Regions from separate parts of the Sus scrofa genome. Here region 1 is linked to region 2. A link is a contact called in public Hi-C data. All regions are on one chromosome and are shown on one strand. The core of a region is the stretch at or near the end of the contact, and the rest is flanking DNA. Distances in the headings are between cores, read along the strand shown. Region 1 has its middle 110 kb from the start of ZFHX3. Region 2 holds the start of ZFHX3 (zinc finger homeobox protein 3).

Region 1 (4,234 bases), core at 497-2,996, 110 kb before region 2:
TTTTAGGGGCTTGCTGTGTTTCAAGCATTTACTCCTCCCAACCCTTTGAGGAGGCGCTGTGGTTATTCCTGCTTGACTGGTGAGGCCAAGAAAGCTCGTGTGTCTGGAACATAAAAGACCAAAGAGAGATGGCTCGGTGTCAAGTTGGAGACGTAGGCAGCGACCAGGAGGGCTCTCGGGAGGGTAGGGGGATTTGTTGAAGTGGGGTTTTCCGACGGTCCCTCTGGCCACTCATTGCTGAGTGGACTGAAACAGGGCGAAGGGGAGGTGGGCAGAACCATCGAGAAGGCCTCTCGGGTTCCAGGCAAGAGCAGGCGTGGCAGAGCCAGAAGGGAGGTAACGAGATGGTGGGATATGATGGAGTCGAGGCAGGTTTTTGACTGTGTTGCGATTTGACAGGCAGCCAAACAGTAAGGACACAGAAAGAGAACACATGGATGCAAACCTCATTCCGGCTGCCCTCTGCCACAACAGAGAGGGAAGGGGACAGAGCCGAGAAACAGACTCTTGCAACGTGGAAGATTTTCAGGCCCCAGGATCCTGCCTCACTGTCCATGGAAGACTTAAATACCCACGGCCTACATGCTGTGGTTTGGCTGTTCTCTTTCCTCTCTTGTTTTTTTGTCAAATGGACACACACACACACACACACACACACACACACACACACACACACTCTTACACGCACCCCTCCTGATCCACTGAGCGCTTAGGAACAGTTAACAAGGGAGGCTTGTCTCCAGGCCCAGGAGAGAGACCTGCTACCCAGAAAAAGAGGGAAAAAAAAAAAAAACTGAAGAGGAAAACGTGAAGACAGTTCACCTGGGGAAAGAGGCCCAGCTAACCTCAAGCCAATCATTAGCTCTGCCCAAGGCTCTCAGGACACTGACACACTCGGGAATTTTAGGAGCCCGGAAACTCCAAGCAAAGTTTATTTTCAGAACAAGGCCTGAAGAAGGAAGCAGAGGATAAACAGGGACCAAATGTTTTAATTATTTGAAATGGTTTCCACCCCAAACACCATTCCCCAAATCTGAAAAAGAGCTGCCCAGAGGCTTTCTGGGAAGGCCTTTCCCCCGTAGCTCTCCGCCACCCAGGCTTGTACCAGCCCCACGCAGCCCCCGGCAGGACGGTTCCTTAACGGGAATGGCTGGGTGCACCCCCGGCTCTTTTCTGACTGTAGCCAAACCTGGGTGTCGGAGCCTGGGGAGGTTCCCGGGAGGCCGCCTGGAAGCATCTCCGGCTGCAGAACAGTAGCCATAGTGGGTCCTCCGGGGACCGCCTCTGAGCTTCCCTCAATGCAGTTCGTCATCTGGGTTTTATAGGGAACAGGGGTCTTGACCCTGGGATGGAAGAGAGCACAGCCTTGTTAGCAAACTGTCCGGGGAACACTTTAACGAAAACTCATGTGGTGGAGGAGAGGGCAGCCGGCAAGGACCAAAGGAATACGGGCCTGTCCCCCAGCACCGGGCCCCAGCAGAGTCCCTGGGCCTGGCCTTCAGACCCGCAAATCAAGCCCGGAAAGCTCAGGGAGCACAAGACAAGAGGACAGACGTGTTGGGGAAAAAAAATAACTGCTAATATGATAAAACACCAGTGGATACAGCAGCCCGCGGCCCGTCAAGGAGCTCGGGAAACGCAGCTCGGAAAAAGTACAAAAGTCCTTCAGTGTGAGGTAATGAGGCGCGTCTAATTATATTTCAGAACGAAACAGCAAGAAAGGCTTGCAAAACCTTCCCCTCTGCCTTCCCTCACCAAACCGAGTCCAAATCCCAACCCAAGAGACACTGTAACTTCAGAGAAAGTGAGGCATTTCCGAGAGCATCCCGGGAAGCAAGGTTGCGAGTTTTCCCAGAACTGGGAAAAACTATCTCGCACAAACCTTTCCCCGCCCATCCCCTCTTCCCCTCCCCACCCCCCCCCAAAAAAAAAACTCCCATCAGGAAACAGGCAGGGGGAGGAAGAAAGAAAAAAAAAAAAAAAAAAACCAAACCAAACCAAACCAAACACAGGCAGCCCCACCATGAGAAATCAAGGCAGTCGCAATGACATTTGACACGGCCAGGCCACAGCTGAAGAACAAGGGGAAAAGTTTTAGGGTGACTGTCACTGACCCATAGTCTCTCACTCCTAACCTTGCTCTCCAACATATGTTTCTCATTTCCTTGCTTATAGCTGGTCCAAGCTAATGATATGTGTTTTGGCCGGCATCCCGTGCTTGGCATACAGCCGGGCTTGTTCTCATTGTCCGGGCTACTTACAGAAACCTCTTTCTCTGTCTCTTTCTCTCTCTCTCAAAAAAAGCGGCTTGAAAGAACAGTAAATATGCAAAACAGCCCCCGCGCTCTCAAAAGCTCCCATCTTGGTCACGGCCCCCGCGCTACCCTCACACACCCCATCAATAAAGGCCTAAAGAGACGGTCCACGGGTGAGGGGTATGTTCAACACAAAAGCAGTGGAAATTCAAACAAATTGGTCCATTAGAGTCTCACACGGCTATAAATACAGCTCCGCTCGGGCTATTTTGAGGGACGGTGGCATGGGAAAGTTCGGCCTGGAATCTCGCGTTTGTCAGAGGAGACGGATCTCGCTCCCAAGACATGGGAAGAAGAGGCAGCGCTCCCGGCAGGCCGAGGGAGGAGGGCATGGCTTCTGGTCAGTTCCAGGGCAGGGCTAAAAGTGGACGAGGAGGCTCGGCCAGGCCTCGCCCCTCGTCTCCAGGGCCGCTGGCCTTGCCGTTGGAGGCGTGGGCTCTGGTGTCACTCAGACCGTCCATAACCTCGAAAAAAAGCTGACCACGCCCTTTGGCTCCCCAGAGGTCAATGGACCACTGCACTCTTCCTGGTGCACTGGGCAGGCTGGTGGAGGAGGGGTGGGAACCAGAGGGGCCAAGCTGCGTCTAGGCAGGCCCCAGGCTGCAGCCAGCATCTCTGGTGGACCCAGCAGGGACTCCCGAGGAGCCCCTTTCTACAGAGCAGCCCCCAAGTATGGAGCCCCGTGTGCATATATGTTGTAAAACTCCACTGGAACCCAGGCCGGCGTGGTAGCAAAATAAGTCGGCGACGGTGCCTGCGCAAATGTCGAGAACAGCTTCGTCTTTCTCTTCAGGGTGTGTCAGCAGAAGGCAGTTAACTGCTCCGGGTTGGGAATGAGTAAACACGGCAGGCACCTCTGCTTAAGCCTTGAACCTGCCCACTTTGGGGAGGACACAGATCACCCTTGCAACATCCGGCTGGGTCTGTTTGGCCTAAGTCAGGGGACCCCGTATCGATTTCTGTTCAGAAAGCACACCCAGGACTTATTCCAAAACCCAGTTGGATTTACTCATTCAGTTACTGTTTGAACACCTACTGTATACCACGCACTTTCCCAGGCCTGGGGTGACGCAGACGCCGCCCTGACTGCCGGGATTTTCAGCCCTGTGGATGCATTTAATTTGTTCATGATCCTGGAGTTTTCTTGACTGCACCTCCCATTTTGCCCGGAATGGCCCCAGCGATATCTGCTGTCCCGGTATAATTATTAATAGCGCTTCTTTGTGCTCTCCAAAGCGTCCCAGTTCGGAGGATAAATTATACAGTGACTCTCGCTAGAGTCCCTCTTTCAAAAAGACTTTTTTGGGTCTGAAATCCAATACACAGAGAGAAAAGTGCAAAAATATAGCATACTGTATGTTAGAGGCTCTTTGGAGCTTGCAGAAGCCAAGAGAGGGTTCCCAAGTTATCAAGAAAATGGCTCTAGCGGATTACATTTCAATTAGTTCAAGAACAGGCCGCCCCGGCATCCTGGGCTGGAATCCTTGCCACGTGCTGCAGTTGGTGCTGTCGTCGCAGACCTTGTCTGCTCTGGATTTTCCGGGATGCCTCTGAAACCTCAGAGTGACCGCCCTCTTCCACCCAGCATGGGGACAGCCAGGGCACATGAGGGCAAGAGGGGAAGAGCCAATTCAGGTTACCATGACAACACCCTTTCCTGAAAACCCCTGACTGACACTTCCTGGGGAGACGGGAAGTAAGGACAGGAAGACACCAAGGTCACTCTCTTCCCATGTCCAGCTTTCCCCACCTCCCAGACTTGTCTGATAATTGACTTTTTCTAGCTCAGCCTTTCTTCTCCCATTCCCATCAGCTTTGGTCCTGCAGGTAAAAGGGGTCACCTGTTTCTGTCCCCTTCTTCACGACCAGCCAGTGGAACCCCCAAATAGTCCAATCATATGCTGCATAGAAGTCACGCA
Region 2 (4,034 bases), core at 183-2,682:
CCCAGCTGGAAAAAAAAAATTTTTTTTTTTTTTTTCCCTGAGTCTCTTACTTGGGCTGAAATGTAGAGAGGGGTTGTCTAGCCCCAACAGGTAAGATATGTTCATTTGAACCTGAATTATATTGGGCCAGATGCCTTCTAGTTTTCATCACCCCTTTCCTCCTGCATCAGTGTGTGCTTAATGCTAATACGATTCCATACATACAGCGCTTCGCCTCATGAGCTTATTATATTTCTAACACTTGCACGGTTCATTATTGTGCAGTCAGAAAGGACTCTCAAGGCTGTGGGGCCAGCCTGGGTGGGTGGCTTTCAGAAAGGGTAAAAGCAGGTGCTTTTCTATGCAGAGAGTCGGGAGTAAATTCAGACCTAGCAGTGGGATTCTGGCAGGGGGACAGGGGACTTCCGGTGAGATTTCTGTGGTGCTGCCTTTGCATGTCAGAATGGAGAAAGTGAACCTGGGGCGGTATAAAAGTGTCCAGCAATTGCTTGGACCAACGGGGCAGCCCCATTAAATTTGACCTGGGTGGTAGAAGCTCCTTACGCAGGGCATGATCTATACGTCTTATCTGTGGCTTTTAAGGCGTCTTGTTAAAGATACTGTAAGGTTAATTGCAGGCTGCGACTTTTCTTCCCCTCTGTCTTTCTCTTTTTTCCTTCTCTCCCATGAAAAACTATCCTTAAGCTGTCACTGGAGAGCAGGGGATGTTTTTTATAAGTTTCCGCAGCTGAAAACAGAAGTTCTCTGTAAAGCAGTTAATAGGATGGGTGTGTGTTGCAAATAAATTCCTGTCCACATTGGCTAATGTCCCCACGCTAGAGTGGCCTGGCTGTGACGTGGATGGGGCCCAGAGACCCATGGCTCTGGTCCGGAGGCCCCAGGCTCCTTGTTGTAGCCGAGGGCGCGTCCCTTTCTTCTCGCCCGATTCTAGGCCGGCCCCCGACTTTTGATGAGTGAGGGGTCAGCGCCCGGGGAGGACCGGGCTTTGTTCCCGCCCGCCCGGCCGGTTCTCCGCGCGGCGCAGGCCGAGCCGCCCAGGGCTCCTGTCCCCGGGTGCGCGCGGCCCAGCCTGCCTGGAGGCCCGTGCCCGGAGCGCGGCCGAGCGCTCGGGCCTCGCGCGCCCGTGTGTCCCTGTGTCCCCGCGGGCGCGGCCGCAGCCCAGCACCCGGCCTACGCCCGGCACGACTGTAGATGTCAGGCTTTGCCCGGGGAGCCGAGCGGCGGCGGGGCTGTGAGTTTCAAATTAACCTTCCGCTTTGTTGCCGTGTAATGTGGATCCCCGAAGGCCCCCCGCCCCGCCTGCCCCCCTTCCCCGGGCGGTGCGCGCCGCGAACTGCGAGTTGAGCTTCATTTACATAAAGCCATTCCGGGCGGGCGGCGGAGCCGGCAGCGGGCAGGCCGGGGACGGGGACGCGAGCGCCGCGCCCCGTGGGTGAATCCCCGCCTCGCGCCCGGGGACCTGCCCTCCCTCCCGGGGAGGGGCGACCGCCGGCCCGGCCGGGGCCGCGAGCATGAGCCCCCCTCCCCTGCCCCGGGCCCCCTCGCACCTAGCCAGAGCCAGCTCGGAGCCCCGGGGGCAGCGGGAGGTGGGGAGAATGCCGCCTGGGGTGGGTGCGTTCGGGGCTCGGGTGCCGCTGGAATTTCCCGTGGTCGCGCCCGCCGCGGCCCCCGGACCTGCGAGTGCCTCCTCCCTCTGGAGGTGTGCGGAGCCTTTGTGTGCCAGGTGAGTGCAGCCTCCCGCCCCCGCCGGCCCGCCTGCCCGCGGGTTCGCGCAGCCGGCCTAGAGCTGCAGGCAGGTGCTGCGAGTCTTGGCTGAACTTCCCATTCTCTTGGGGCATGTGGGGGAAGGGCAGGCTGGATGCACCTGAACTACCTGACTCCCAGTTGGAACCTACCTGGGGTGAGAGCCTCTGCATCGCGCTCAGCACCGAGTCAGGCCCTTCCTCCTTCCCTCCCTTCCATCTTTCTTCCCCTCCCTTCTGCCTTCCTTATTTTGCTTTTGGATTAGTTCCTGCCGGTTGAATATTTGCGGTGCTGGTGTCATTTAGAAGTTTGGGTTCCATTGCCTAAAAATGCACCCTTTTCATCACAAGAGAAGTCACCGGCCAGTTGGAAACAATGCGAAGAATGCGCTTGTTGGGGAGTAATTAAAGGGAGAATCAGAGTTCGTGGAGCTGGAAGGCACCTTTGAAGATAGACTCATTTGAGTTTGTGGGCACTCTGGGAAAACCAGAGCTGCGTCCATTTCCATGGAAAGCGGGGTGGTCAGGAGGGAGAGCTGAGATGTTTGTCCTGTTAAAAGAAGGGGAAGAAGGCCCAAGTTAGGTCAGTGGCAGAAGAAGACAAAAGTAATCATGGTAGGCTAGAGGGGAAAGAACTTTCTGGAAAATGGTCCTTTCTGCTTTGGACATACCTGTGTGATAATGATGGGAAAATGCCCAGAGGGCAAAGATCACAGCCCCTGCCTGCCTGGTGCATTGCCTGGCACTGAAGTGCACGTGCCATAAAGTGGTTTAAATGCAACTCTCAAGCAGGTGAATCCAGGGGGGTCATCCCTTCCTGCACCCACTATTTGAGTCATTTAACTGGCCTGGAGAACTATAGAAGCCACCGACAGATAACCTCAGAGAGGGCTGATGGCCCACTTGGGCACCGGGAGAAGGCCTCTCCCTCAGTCCTGGGCCTGGATGGTGGAATGCATCAAGGCAGAGCAAGGAAGACAACCTTAAGCCTCGAAGGCAGATAGTGAGGAAGTTTCCCGTCGTCTTATTTCACCCTGTGCTTTGAGATCCTTGGCAAAAGGTGACTAAATACATGGAGTATAGTTTAAAGCTCGCGCTGGCTGGAGAACTTGGTTTCTCTGCCGTCAAGCAGCAGGTGTAGAGTCGGCCCCTGGAGTCCCCTCATTCCTAAATTCAGGAGGTGTCAAACCTTCATGTTCTTTTAATGGCTGTGGTTTCTGGATAGGTTTCAAGGGGAAAGCCTAAAAATCACGAGCTCCAGCAGCCTGGGCTGCAGAGGGAGGCGTGAGTGCTGGGGGCAGAAACTGCAGCTGAGAGGCAAACAGGCACCTTCCAGGGCAACCTGATCAAGACAGGCCGAGGCCTGGAACCTGGGCCTGTTCCTTGTTACCACAACAGCCACTGGCGGCCTGAGATTCTGAAGCCTTCTTGTCGCCCAGCCTGAAAAGCAATTAGGGAACCAAGGTGGTGGAATGTGAGGGAAGTCAGGCCACAGAGGTTCTCAGTAACATAAGGGTCTCAACAATGGGGTCATTGGAGAGAGGTCCGTACCTGGATGTTTGCACACCTGTATTTGTGTTCCTTCTGTTCCTCGGAGCCCCCCGAAGGCCCCCTTTCAGAGGGCATGTGGCGCTCTGAGGGCCAAGAGAAAACTTTCCCTCTCTCCCTTCCTTAAATTACAGGACTAAGGAGATTGTCTGCATTTAGTTTCCAGCGTGTTTTCAGAGAGCGTGTAAGTGCCTCTCAGAATGGGCCAGGGTCACACGTTGCTCTTTCATTTAATTACACAAGTGTTATTTAACAACATGGGGCAGATGCAGAAGCAAGCACTTTTACACTTTAAAAACAGTCCTTTTGGAGTCACAGGGAATTAAGTGACTTGGAGACCTTCTGTCTTTATCACATGGATCACGTCCCTTTCCCAACTCTCTTTGGAAATGGCTGCATTTTCTATGGGATAGAGCTGCTGTTTTCCAGTTCTCCTGAAAACAGCTTTGATTGACAGGGGACTATTGAGAAACACTTGCTAACTCTTCCAAAAAAAAAAAAAAAAAAAAAAAAATCTGACTGCTTCTCCAGCCACCTGAAACTTTAATTTTGGTTTCTTCCCTTCCGTCTTTTATTTGCACAAGTGAATACTCAGGGAGGGTGGAAAGGGCCCAAATAAAACAGTCTTCTCAGCAGGCCTCTGTTTGGCTCTTCCCAACAGGACAGTGCAGTGCCCGCCTTCTTGCTGCTTTGGGGTTGGATTTAACTGCTGTATAAACTCGGTGCCAATTGGACTGCCCAGTG

Evidence for each region. Hi-C and Micro-C count contacts between places; a contact is called where the count stands out from the background.
Region 1: a Hi-C map of fetal liver shows a contact between it and region 2, with 1.6 times the contacts expected there. The contact joins the enhancer-like site here to the promoter of ZFHX3 in region 2. A contact is called at or near these places in 1 of 5 promoter capture datasets (liver), 12 of 47 Hi-C or Micro-C datasets (alveolar macrophages, embryonic fibroblasts, fetal liver and 7 more) and 2 of 2 datasets of contacts at active chromatin or transcription factors (alveolar macrophages and skeletal muscle).

What each region holds. Positions count from the first base shown.
Region 1 is chr6:16,048,488-16,052,721 of Sscrofa11.1, reverse strand. No RefSeq gene overlaps it. Among named protein-coding and RNA genes, the nearest start is that of ZFHX3, 110 kb to the right of the region's middle. Within about 2 kb of position 1,746, at least 33 of the 83 cell types and tissues checked have an H3K27ac peak or open chromatin away from gene starts, as enhancers often do. A contact at or near this core is called in fetal liver, liver, mesenteric adipose tissue and 3 more, where this site is marked.
Region 2 is chr6:15,938,699-15,942,732 of Sscrofa11.1, reverse strand. ZFHX3 (zinc finger homeobox protein 3) reads left to right here and starts at 1,432. Exons shown (of 10, transcript XM_021097088.1): 1 at 1,432-1,723.